Linked DNA regions of Sus scrofa: regions 1, 2 and 4 are each linked to region 3. Evidence: chromatin contacts called from public HiChIP or PLAC-seq data. All regions are on one chromosome and are shown on one strand. The core of a region is the stretch at or near the end of the contact, and the rest is flanking DNA. Distances in the headings are between cores, read along the strand shown.

Evidence for each region. HiChIP or PLAC-seq counts read pairs in DNA pulled down with a chosen protein or histone mark.
Region 1: a contact with region 3 is called in an H3K27ac HiChIP or PLAC-seq map of skeletal muscle. The contact joins the promoter of GPR157 here to the promoter of ENO1 in region 3. A contact is called at or near these places in 2 of 2 datasets of contacts at active chromatin or transcription factors (alveolar macrophages and skeletal muscle).
Region 2: a contact with region 3 is called in an H3K27ac HiChIP or PLAC-seq map of skeletal muscle. The contact joins the promoter of RERE here to the promoter of ENO1 in region 3. A contact is called at or near these places in 3 of 47 Hi-C or Micro-C datasets (liver and skeletal muscle) and 1 of 2 datasets of contacts at active chromatin or transcription factors (skeletal muscle).
Region 4: an H3K27ac HiChIP or PLAC-seq map of alveolar macrophages shows a contact between it and region 3. The contact joins the promoter of SLC2A5 here to the promoter of ENO1 in region 3. A contact is called at or near these places in 1 of 47 Hi-C or Micro-C datasets (epiblast stem cells) and 1 of 2 datasets of contacts at active chromatin or transcription factors (alveolar macrophages).

Annotation. Positions count from the first base shown.
Region 1 is chr6:69,580,349-69,583,281 of Sscrofa11.1, forward strand. GPR157 (G-protein coupled receptor 157) reads right to left here and starts at 1,308. Exons shown (of 4, transcript XM_021095284.1): 1 at 817-1,308. The coding sequence starts at 1,203.
Region 2 is chr6:69,257,520-69,260,290 of Sscrofa11.1, forward strand. It overlaps RERE (arginine-glutamic acid dipeptide repeats protein), which reads right to left and starts at 1,336. Exons shown (of 24, transcript XM_021095277.1): 1 at 936-1,336.
Region 3 is chr6:69,399,914-69,403,069 of Sscrofa11.1, forward strand. ENO1 (alpha-enolase) reads right to left here and starts at 1,751. Exons shown (of 12, transcript XM_021095279.1): 1 at 1,580-1,751.
Region 4 is chr6:69,534,132-69,537,074 of Sscrofa11.1, forward strand. It overlaps SLC2A5 (solute carrier family 2, facilitated glucose transporter member 5), which reads right to left and starts at 1,663. Exons shown (of 13, transcript XM_021095282.1): 1 at 1,112-1,663. The coding sequence starts at 1,144.

The DNA.
Region 1 (2,933 bases), core at 58-2,557, 180 kb after region 3:
TTGAATCCTGAGATTACACCAGGAAGGGGCAACCTTCTCCCATAGGTGAAGGTAACTTGGGCAGACACTTCCGTGGCAGGGCAGGACCAGGCCTTGATTTTCTCTGCTCTCAGAGACTGCAGGCAGCTGGCAGCTCTCCTTCCAGACCAGCCTCTGCCACTGACCCTCAACTTCAGAGCTGCTGAACTCCAGAAAGAAAGTCAAGATCTAGAACCGAGATAATGAGGGATTGGGGCCTGAGGTTTCGAGATGAGCAAAGATAAGAATAAACAGGACTGTTCTTCCTAAATTTTACAGCCGAAGCTCTGCGCACGGCTGGCACAGAGCTGGGTGGAGGGAAGCCTGGGAGTTGCTGAGTGGACCACACTCATGGCCCAGCCTGGTTCCCAGGTGCTGCTCCTCAGCCCCGCCCACAGCAGAGATGGCCAGGATGCAGCTAAGCAGGAGGCCAAGGGCCCAGCTGAGGTGCTTCCAAGTTACCAGAAGTGCTCTGAGGGCCAGCTCTGGGCCCCTGCCCTCCAGGGGCTGCTCTGAGGCGCTTACCTCATTGGGAGGCTCAAGCTGGGGCCACCTCAAAGGGGTACCCCTGGCGGCGATGTTCAGAACAAGCTCATCTTCTCGGCAAGCCTAGCATCACTCCGCTGGCCCCGAGCTGCCCCGGGGCAGGAGCAGACACCAGACCCTGCCAGCCGGGGGCCTGGCCAGGGGTCCGACCAAGAAGCGGGGACCAGAGGGGGGCGAGAGTCACAGGGGCAGCAGAAAAGGCCCAGGAGGGTGTCAGGGGACCAGAGGGAAAGCTGCGACCGCCGCTGCCACCCACCTGACGATGTGGAAAGCCCAGAACAGGCGACTGGCCCCCTGCCCACGTACAGTGCGGACGATGCTGAGATACAGGTAGAGGGCGATGGCCACCGTCCAGAAGAAGGAGCTGGTGTTGGCGAAGGTGGACAGCGCGCCCTGAAGCACGCAGTCCCAGGAGGGGCCCTCGAAGTCCCGCAGCACCCCGTAGAAGTAGGAGGTGGCCGAGAGCAGGTCAGCCAGCGACAGGAAGAGCAGTAGGCGCCGCGCCCTGCTGCGCAGGTCGGGCCACAGGGCGTGCGTGGCCACCAGCAGGCCCGAGCCGAGCGCGGACAGCACGCACGAGAGCAACACCACGATGCGCTCCGACGGCATCAGCTCGGTGGGCGGCGCGGGAGGAGACATGGCCGGGCGCGGAGCGGGCCGGGGCGCCGCCAGGACAGAGGCCCGGCCCCGCGTCCGGCAGACGCCGTCTGGGCACCGACCCACGAGCCGCTAGCGCCCCAGCGCCCGCCCCGCCCGAGTCCCTGCCCCTCCCGGCCCTCCCGGCCCACCCTGGGCCCCGCGCCCGCGCCCCGCCCCGCCCCTGCTCCTAGGCCCCGCCCCGCCCCTGCTCCCAGGCCCCGCCCCCGCCCCACGCCACGCCCCCGCGCCCTCCGCGCTCCACCCGGTGGCGCCCAAGTCCGCCCCGCCCTCGCGCCCCACCCCCGCCCTCGAACCACGCCCCTGCGTGTCCACGCTCCACCCCGTGGCCCCCACGTCCCGACTGTGGCCCCGCGCGGGGCTCTGAGCCTTTCCCTGCCCAGCGCCCCAGACCCCAGGCAAACCCCCAGCTCCCCAGCACCATCCCTAAGCCCCGCCCCTGCCCCCCGGTTCCTTTCATGCCCGTGGTCCATTCCTCAGCGCTGCACTACCCCCCCTCCCCACAGAGCCTCTGGCTCTGGCCAGACAGCTAGGACGTCCAGTTCTGGGGAGGGATGGACTGGCATTTTTAGGGCTAATATTACCTTCTTTCGTTAGAGCCAGGCTCTGTGTGTGTGTGTGTGTACACAAGTTTGTGCAACCATCATCTTTATCTAATTCCACGTGTTCATTCCCTCGAAAAGAAACACAGTAGTGTCAAGGGGTGATGGGTCCAAAATGGAATCACTTGTGCTAAGCTCACATCACCAAACCGAAATTTAATACTTAATGTAATTGTAGTTTCAACCTCTCCCAGGAATGTAACCTTAACCAGTCAATCTGGAATTTCCTGCTCAGCACTAGTGAAGCAACCCATCAGAGAGACCCCTGCCATGTGCCTAAAGAAGGGAGTCTTGCCTGAAATAATCAGCTCTTTGCTAGAATCCGTCCCTTGTCCCATCTCTTGTCTATGAAACCCTTCCACTTCGTACAGCCCTTCAGAGTGATGCTGCATGATTCATGATTGGTGAATAAAGCCAATAAGATCTTTAGGATTCACTCAGTTGAATTTCATATTTTACCTGTAGTCATTCTGCATCGCTCTCTCCCCTCCAGTTCCTGGCAACTACTAATCCAACTTCTGTGGATTTACCTTTCTGGAAATTTCACAGAGATGGGATCAAATAATAGGTGGTCTTTTGTGACTGGCTTCTTTCACTTTGTCTTCAAGTTTCATCCACATTATAGCATGTACAGGGCTTCATTCCTTTTTGTGGCTGAGTAATGTTCCATTGTACAGATATCCCACATTTGTTTTTCCGCCTATTAATTGATAACCACATTTGGCTATTATAAATAAAATTGCTATGAATGTTCATATACTTTTTTTTTTTTTTTTTTTTTGTCTTTTTAAGGCTAAACCTGAGGCATATAGAAGTTCCTGGGCTAGGGGTTGAATCAGAGCTACCATTGGTGGCCTACACTACAGCCACAGCATCACAGGATCTGAGCCTTGTCTGCGACCTACACCACAGCTCGCAGCAACACCGGATCCTTAACCCACTGAGAGAGGCCAGGGATCAAACCCGCATCCTCATGGATACTAGTTGGGTTCGTTACTGCTGACTCATGATGGGAACTCCTCATATCCAAGTTTTTGTGTGGACATAGATTTTCAGTTCTCTTGGGTGCATACCCAGGAGTAGAATTGCTGGGTCATATGGTTACTCCAT
Region 2 (2,771 bases), core at 86-2,585, 140 kb before region 3:
TATCAGAATATAGTAATTTTGGCACATAATTTCAAGGACTTTGTCAACTCTGTTCTCCTCAACTTTCACTCACTGTATCTTAAAGTGCAAAGACACAGGCTTCAAAGGGGAAAATTCATCTATTGACCTCAGTGTTCATTCACATTTTTTTTTTTAATTTCCACATGGCTGAGAGTAAAACAAAGTAACCTATTAGAAGAGCTTCTCCCCAAGATTCACCCAAACAGCCCCAAGAAGAGCAGTGGCACCAGTGAGCCTGGAAGGGGAAAGGCTGAGAGTAAAACAAAGTAAGGGCTTCTTAGCAAACAGACGCGGTCAAGCAGGTCTCCCCAAGGCTTTAACCTGAGCCAGAGATCGGAGTAAACAGAGGGAGGGGGTGGGGAAGCCACCACCTCAAACCAAAAACTCGAAGTGATCTTCAAAACTATCTCTGCATTTTAGCTAATCTGGTAAAGTAAGTATTTTGATCCAAGAAACAAATTCTACGTCACTTAAGCAGCTCCAAATTACTTTACAATCAACTCCATCCAACTCACTTTATTTTTAAACTTAAATTTACTCCATAGTAAGCAATAAAGTTTTGGATCAAACAGCAGCTTTTAGACTATACACTGCTTCAGCTTTCCTTTTAAAGAAAACGCACACACCCATACACCCATACACACACGCACGCATACACACACACACACATACAAATACACACCTTAAAAAATAGTGTTTTCTCTGCCCTAAACATGTTTCTCATTTGGTTTAGTAAACTGGGATTTCTGGAGTTTGGGCAATTAAAAACAAAAAAACAACGAGGAAACCCAACAGAAATGCAAAATGGAACGCAGCAAATACCTATTCCTGATTCCTGGAAAGCCACCACTATTCTTAGTAATTCCCTAGTTGCTCATCTCTCTAGGGTCAGCTACTGCACTCCGTACACCCACCTCCGAGAGCCCCTGCGCCCACACTTGTCCAACTTCCTGGCCCGAGACCGCGTCCACCTCGCAGCAAGAGGGGCCGGCCACTTGCCTGCGGCCGGTCGGTCGCAGCAGGAGCTGAGCCCTCCGGCCTCCACCGCCGCCGCCGCCTCCTTCACCACCTCCTCCGGCGCATGGGCCCCCCGCAAACTCTGGCCCGCGGGCACCGACGGGACGGGCGGGAGCTCGGGGCGTGAAATGCACTTGCTAAACAAAAGGAGGCCCCGGCGGCCGCAGGGCAGCAAGGCGCGGGCGCCGGTCCCGGCGGCTCTGAGGCTGCAGGAGGCCGTGGCCGCGCCGGGCCCCGCCCGCGACTGGGGGAAGCGGCGGCCGCAGCTCGCACTCCTTCAGCCCCGGCGGCCGGGCCAACACTGCCACATGCCTGTGACCCAGACGCTGGGAGAGAAAGAGCAGCCTCCCCGCCGCGGCGGCGGCGGCGGCGGCGGCCGGCAAAACCCGGGCTGGAGCCTGGCCCACTCCGCGCGCGCCCCTGCCGGCCGCCACCGGGGGCGCGCGCGCACACACACACAAAGCCGAAGCAATTTTATCTGCGGCCCAGCTTGGCCAGCCTCCCCTCCTCCCCAGTCCTCCCTCCCCTCCCGACAGCCGGAACCGGGAGGCTGCTTGATTGATGGCAGCTCTTAAAAGCGTGGTCAGCTAGAAAATGCATCTGCAAGCAAGATATTAAAGAGGCAGCGCAGCCCCGTGAGTGATCAGCAGTTCACACATCCTAGAGCTGCCGCTGATTTCGCCAGGAATATTAATGCCAACCACCTCTGAAGTCTAACAAATGCAGATGAAATAACCAACAATCACAGACACGATGAACACGATTTGTTTCAAACGCACAAGAGAAAGAAGCATTGTTTGGTGTGGAACAAAATTTCTGACCTCAATTTGCCTTACAGTTTAAGAATGCTTTGTTAGTCATTTGTTTAAAAGTCTTCTCTCCAATCTTTTTTCCCCAAGAAAATAAGGACTCATCTGCTAGAACTGGGCTTGACTGAAATTCATCTAATAAGGAAGCACAATAAATACACATTCCTTGCCATGTAGCCTTAAGAAAACATATAACCCCATGGGCTACCAGATTCCAGACCCCTCATTAATTCCAATGTTATGTGCATCTAAATAGAATTACCAATAGTAAATTTCAAGTTAGTTTCTTCCATTCCCCTAATCTGGTAAATAGCGATGAACTTGCTAAGTTTTACAAAAATTAAACTACATTTAAACCATGCTATTTCCTAGTAGTAACAGTAATGATCATTTTGTCCTATCAAATAATATCATCTATAGCAAATTTTTAAAAATACATTCCTATGGAATATAAATTCAAAGTATTAAACTCAATGGCAACCCAAATTTGAAAGGTATAAGCTCAAAATTTAAATGATCGCTTTTGGTATCTTTAATATTACACCTTTTGCCTTCCAGGCACATTTCATGGAACTCTAAAATAGCTTTATGAATGTTACTGGACCTTCCAATAACATTATTAGGTACCCTTAACGATAGGTGAAGATTTAGATTAAAGTGATTTGCCCAAAGTCTCTCAAGGAGGGGGTGAGGGGATGGAGAGTAAGCATGGAACCTAGGGATCCCACCTCACTGGCATAGATAACCAACCTGACTTGTGCATTGGCTACTTCAACATCATTGTGCTAATTTGCTTTAAAGAAAACTGAAGTGATTCTACAGGAGATAGAAAGATCTCTGAAACTACTAATATAGCTCACATACTGAGAGCCAAAGCTAATGAGGCATGATGCCTTTGCCACCCTGAAAAGTGGCTGTGATCAA
Region 3 (3,156 bases), core at 501-3,000:
CACTCCAAGGTGGAATCCTTAACCCAATGAGCAAGGTCAGGGATGGAACCTGCGTCCTCATGGATGCTAGCTTGGGTTCGTTACCACTGAGCCACAATGGGAACTCCCCCACCCCTGATTTTTGCTTTGAAGTTGTGAGGATTTTATCTTTTGTTTCATTTTAGCTATATTAAGGCAATCAACTTATTTCATGATGTGAAAAAAATTCAACTTCTCTTTAAATTGGATAGAAAAACTTTTCCCCAAACTCATTACAATTCAGGGATCACAGACTGGTGCGTCAGACTAGCTTTTTATCTGCCTGGACTGAACCCCGGACCAGGGGCAGCGTGAGTGGACCCGCCGGCCGCCACCTAGGTGCGCCGAGGGCAGGTCAACAAGTGGCCCGTACGGCCCATGGGGAAGACCTCCCTGCAGAGGAAGCACAGAAAGAGAATTTTTCTTAAAATACATCCTTTTTATGTTAGATAAGGGGCCGATTGTTGGTGGCCAGCCGGGGGAGCCGGGATCGGCTCGTGCCCGACTTGGGCGAGGTCGCTTGGAAGGCTTCCCAGTGACCACACGGCTCGGCTGCAGCTTCCCCATGAACAAGAGCCTTCTGAAGGCGGATCATGCCTGCTCATCCCGGAGCAGCGACGGGCTGGACACCCAGACGTCAGGCCACCAGCAGGAGGCAGGGGCTGCGCTTCCCGGGCAGGTCTCCTTTCCGGGCCCCTCCCAGCATTTTCGGAACGGCCTGGCTTTAATGAGCACGCGGGTTGGGCCTGGAGCACTCCCCAAACCATCCACTCTCACCGCCTGCTGTCCTGGGGACCGCGTGCTCCACCCCCGACTTCCCGGGACAGTTACGCGGCTCCGAAACACGTAATCACAGGCTGAGCTGCATCCTTCCCCTTCGGAGAATCCCGGCGCCGCGCCCTCATCTCGGGCGGCGAGTCTGGCCCCGGGGAGCCGCTCGCGCGCGCCGACAAACCCCTTCCCGGCCCCCGCCGAAACCCTGGGCACGCCGTCTGGGGGACAGGAGCGCCCGCGGGCCTGGGGGACCCACGAGCCGCTTCCCCGGGCGCTTGCTCGGCAGCCCTCCCTCGAGTCCTCACCCGGCCGCTGAAGGTCGCCGCCCGAGGAATAAGCAGAGGGAGCTGCAGACGCCGAGAGCGAGCGTTAAGCCAAAAGGTCCGGGCGCTCCGAGTCCCCCCAGCTAGTCTCTGCGCCGCGGGCCTGGACTTCCTGCCCTGCTCAGGAGACCCCGCCCACTTCCCGCCCCTCGGGCCCGCCCACTCCGTGCCGCCTCGCCATTGGCCCGGCGCGCCGTCACTCGGGCCCTCCCCTCCCAGGGAGAGGCGAGACTGCGGTGGCCGCCACCGCCCAGAAGAGGGGGCGACATCCTTCAGAGGTCGGGCGGGGCTGGGCTGGGGGCCTGACTTCCCGGCGCCCGGGATGGGGGGCGCGCGAGCCCCCGCCTCCTTTCGCTCCCGCCCCACGTGGGGACCCCAGGCTGAGCCTGGTCTGTGCCGCCTGGGCCCCGGGGCAGGGGCGGGGCGGCGCGGCCGGCATGAGGGCTCGGGGCTCGGTCACGTACTCCGAGTCCCGCACGCACGCAGCGTCGCTCCGGCGCCGCACGTCCGGCCCACGACCTTGGTGACGACCTTCGCAGCCCGCCCTTCCGGGCCGGCCCACCCCACTCCCCGCAGCGCTGTGCCCGCGACCCTGTCGGCCTGGAGACGTTGGCGGCCGCGTGGCCAGACTGCGCTCCCGCGCCGCAGAGCCGCTAGCCGGGCCACGTGCGCCCACTCGCGCCTGCGCGCCCGGCCGCCCGCCAAGGTGACCTGGTTCCTTTGTCCTTGTCGTTGGTCACACCTGAGTATCAGACCGAGAGCCAAAAGGAAATTGACTTTCCCTTAATTACACACTTCCCACGTGCGTGCCCTGGGTTAGTTCGCTGTGTGGATCTTAATGTTGCATGTGATGCTTTGAGATTGGAATTTCACATAAACCTGGAGATTTCTCAAAGTTCAAAACAGGTAACATTACACTGTAGTCTGACAAATGAAAACAGGCAAGAGTGGGCGCAGTTATTTTCTCTTCTTGAGAAAGAACTCACACCCATTTCAGATCAGTTCTGCACGCTTTCCCTGCTCAAGGGAGGGCTTCCTTTTCTAATGGAGTTACTTTTCGTATTTTCCCAGTTTGTGAGTTTGTAAGCTAAAACAATGTCATACATTGCCATATTTTCCACATCGTCTTGCATAGATTCATGTATGTATTTGAGTTTAATCGTTTCTTCTGGCCAGCTGTAAAAACTTGCTGTACTTCCTTAACTCTTAGAGTGTGGTAAAGGTGAAGTCCTATTGAGTCCACAATCATTTGTTTTCTATTGACTAGGAAGAAAGAACTGTAGGATTAAATTCAGCAAAAAAGCGACAAGGAAATTATAAAATGTTTCCTAAAAAATTATATGAACTCGGCAAGGAGAGTTTGTGATTTCACCGGCAATACACTGATGTTTCAGACTTCTTAAAACCGTGGTCCCAGCCCCATGACTCAGCAGCTAAATCAACAGCCACCATCTCCTAAACCTTAAAAACTCTGCAGAAATCAGACACTAATTTTTAGAGCAAGTCTAAGGTGTAGCCCACAAAGGGCTCCAAAGCAATCTCTTTCATTTTATGTTAAAAATGGTTAGAGAGATAAAGGTGGAAAGACAAGGCTCTCTGGCCACAACCAGTGATTCCTAGCAGGGAATTGAATGTAGAACATGATCTCAGACAGCTGCTGTTGCAGGATTCTTGGAGCCCGACTGCACAGTGTTGAGGGCACAGCGTTCTGAGCCAGCACTTCGACCTTAAATCGGAGCTGAAATGTGAATGATTAGTACAGATGCCCTCAGATCCCTTCCAAAACCACAGGTGGCCAAATGTCCTGGGGGTCTTCTCTGCACTTGAGGCTCTGTTAGCAAGTGGTGGGACTCACATTTGCCTTTCATCCAACAAAGGGGCAGTTATCTTGTTACAGGTATTTAGTTATGATTTATCACTGACAGTAGGCTTGTTGAGCAGTTTTAGTGCGGTGGCATACCAAAGGCACTTGTCATCCGAAGACTGCACCTTGAAGCACTGTAGTGCCCCTGTGAAATTTGCAGGGGGACACCAGGATTGA
Region 4 (2,943 bases), core at 413-2,912, 130 kb after region 3:
TCTCTCCCTTTTTTTTTTTTTTTGGCCGTGTCCATGGCAAGTCTAAGTTCCCAGGTCAGAGATCGAACCCACGCCACAGCTGCAATGAGCCACAGCAGTGACAACGCCAAGTCCTTAAGCTGCTGACCCACGAGGGAACTCCTCCCCAAACTTGCTCTCTGTCTATGAGCTACAGCGCACGTACCCAACCCTGCCTATGGTGAAGGTCTTAGATCCATATGCAAATAATTAATGTGCACAGAAAGTACCTCCCACCGTCAATATAAGCAGATGCTGTTGTGATGAATAAAATGCTTATTTCTTAAAAGTGTTAATAGAGTCACATTATGTTTCTGTCCTTATGTGTGTTCCTCAGTCAAGAGACTCTAAAAGTACAAGGCAATTCTATGGAAGGCAGGGGTGAGAGGGGAGAGGGCCAGAAAAATCTTTTGTCTCTAAAACAGAGAAGTCGCATTATCTAAAAAGGTAGGGAATCTCTGCTACAGATTTGAGGTAAATTCAAATCCTGCAACATCTTTTCCGAGCCTTTCTTCTTTGCATGCTGGCTCTTTACATGCTGAAAACGTTCATGAAAAGGCTCGGAAGCCAAAATAAAAACAAAGCAAACACATCTCACTAGCCATGTGTAAGGATTTTGCTGCAGTGCCAGAAGCCCTTCACCTCAAATGCTTATGGTTAAGGACATTGTGACAAATTCTCCTTTGAGTCTCATCAACTCGGCGGCAGGTACTTTTTTTCCTTTTGGCTGCACCCACAGCATGCAGAAATTCCCCGGACCAAGGATCGAACCGGCACCCCAGCAGCGATCCGCGCTCCTGCGGTGATAACACCGGATCATTCACCCCCTGCCTGGGCCACAAGAGAACACCCCGGTTCCAGGTAGTTTTAAAAGCTGTTTCAGGAGAATGATTTGCAAAGAAGCTCTAAATCCGAACGTCTCTAAATGTCTCTCAAGTCCCTGTAGAAGTCCAGCTGCGGGGTGAACTCCGAGGGGCAGGTCCCCGCAATGGTCCGCCACGGCACAGAGCTCCCAAAAGCATCCCCTAGCAGCGATCAACTGGTCCTGCGGGTGGGCTGCTTCCCCCCCTGCCTCCCTGGACAGCACACTTACCCCTTCCCTCTTGACCGGCTCCTGGGGCTCCATCTTGGGTCTGGACGTGCAGAGTTCTGCTTATTTCCCTTCAGCCAAAATAACAAATGCACTGGATGGCGAGAAAAGACATTCTGGCTGTACTTTGGCCGGGCCAGGTAACAGCCAATAGCATTTTTATAGGCAGTCTCAGCCAGAATAACCCTTTCGGGAACCTAGAGGTGGGTCTTGTTTTCGCTTCTTCTTTCAAACGAGATGTCTGGGGTCTGGCTCAGCAAGCGGGCACCCCCCAGGGACCGCAGACCAGACCGCAGGCACCGTGCCTTCCTGAGTTGGGACAGTCTGCGGTATTTCCTTACTGCCTGCAAAAGCCTCCACTGGTCGGGCTCGTGGTGAGTGACTGGAAGGGTTATTTCTGTCACAAACACATGGAAAGCAACAGGTGCCACCGACCCCACAACACACCAGGTAACACGGGGGCAAGGCATAGGGTCATCAGAGGCTTCTCCGAGTGGCCCCTGCCAGGAAGCCTGCAGCCACGCCTCTCCAGCAGAGAGTCGAATTTTGCCAGATTTGACCCTAGGCACCACTTTCTCAGAAAGCTGATTTTCCTTTTTAAGGAACTCAGGGTTGGCTTAGAGATGCGATTTTCTGTGCAATCATCACTCTTGCAAAAGCAGTAAATATTTCATTTCCTTTTATCTGCAGGGCAGGGAAAGTGAGTCACCGCTGTTTGACTGGGCCCTCCACGCATGGCCGGGCCACCGTCGGCCCCCTGCACTCAGCACGTGTTCAGCTGCCCTGGGGCACACAGGCTCAAGTGGCCAAAATCCAGAGCAAAGTCCCACAAGACCCATTGGGTTTCATCTTTCCTGGGCCCATTCCCTGCTTTATTTGCTGTGGTCCAAACCAGTTCCTGGAGTCACCTCTTTCCCTAAGCCACCTTCAAAGACAGTTAAGGGGGCCCCACTCTGTGTTGGGGGCTGGTCCTGGCATCCATGGAATTGTGACCAGGCGCCTCCGTGCGGCAGGCTTGGAGGAGGGGGGACAGTGTAATTAGCCTGTGTGCGCTGCCGGTGGTCTGTGCTTTCTGATTCAGAGAGGGATGGGGACCGTGGGGGTGGGGTGGCACCATTTCCTTCCCTGTCCTTTCCCTTCTGTGTCACAGCCCTGACACAAGGATTTCCAACTAAGGGTTGGCCAAACCCGAGGTTTCCAGTTATTTCGAAGAGTTTTGAAAAATTCTCCAAAGAAAATGCGCTTTAGTTGGGGGCAGGGGTACAGGATGCTGGGGACAGAGGAAAAGGGTTCAGGCGGCACCACCAACGACAAAAAAAAAAAAAAAAAAAATGTCAAAAGGCTGCCAAGTCAGAGAAGGGGACGGGGACACCCTGGCCCCCAGCCTCACCCGCCCCTCCAGGAGTGGGGGTGGGGGCCCAGGGCCGGAGGGGGCTGTCCTGTCCCCAGTACCTGGCTCAGGCAGGTCCCAGGGCCTCCAGGACGCAGCCTTGGGAGTCACCAACGCCTCAATGGCCCCGGAGCGCAGCGCGGGGGTTGGGGGTTGAGAACGCGGGGAGGCTGCCACCCGCGCGGGGCCGCGGAGCCTGGGCGCCCGGCTGCTGGATGCTCGGCCGCCGCGGGGCCGCCCAGGCGTCCGTGCCAGGTCCCCCTCCCCTCTGCCCTGCACCTCCTCAGCCCAGGACCGTCGAGCCCTGCGGCGGGCGGAGCGGCACCGGTCCCTGCCTCGGCGGCCTGGCTGGGCAGCTAGGGCTCCGGTGGGCCTGGAACAGTCGGGAATGGGCCCAGAGGCTCGGGGACTAACCCCTACCCAGGTCCTCTGCGTCCCCTGCCAG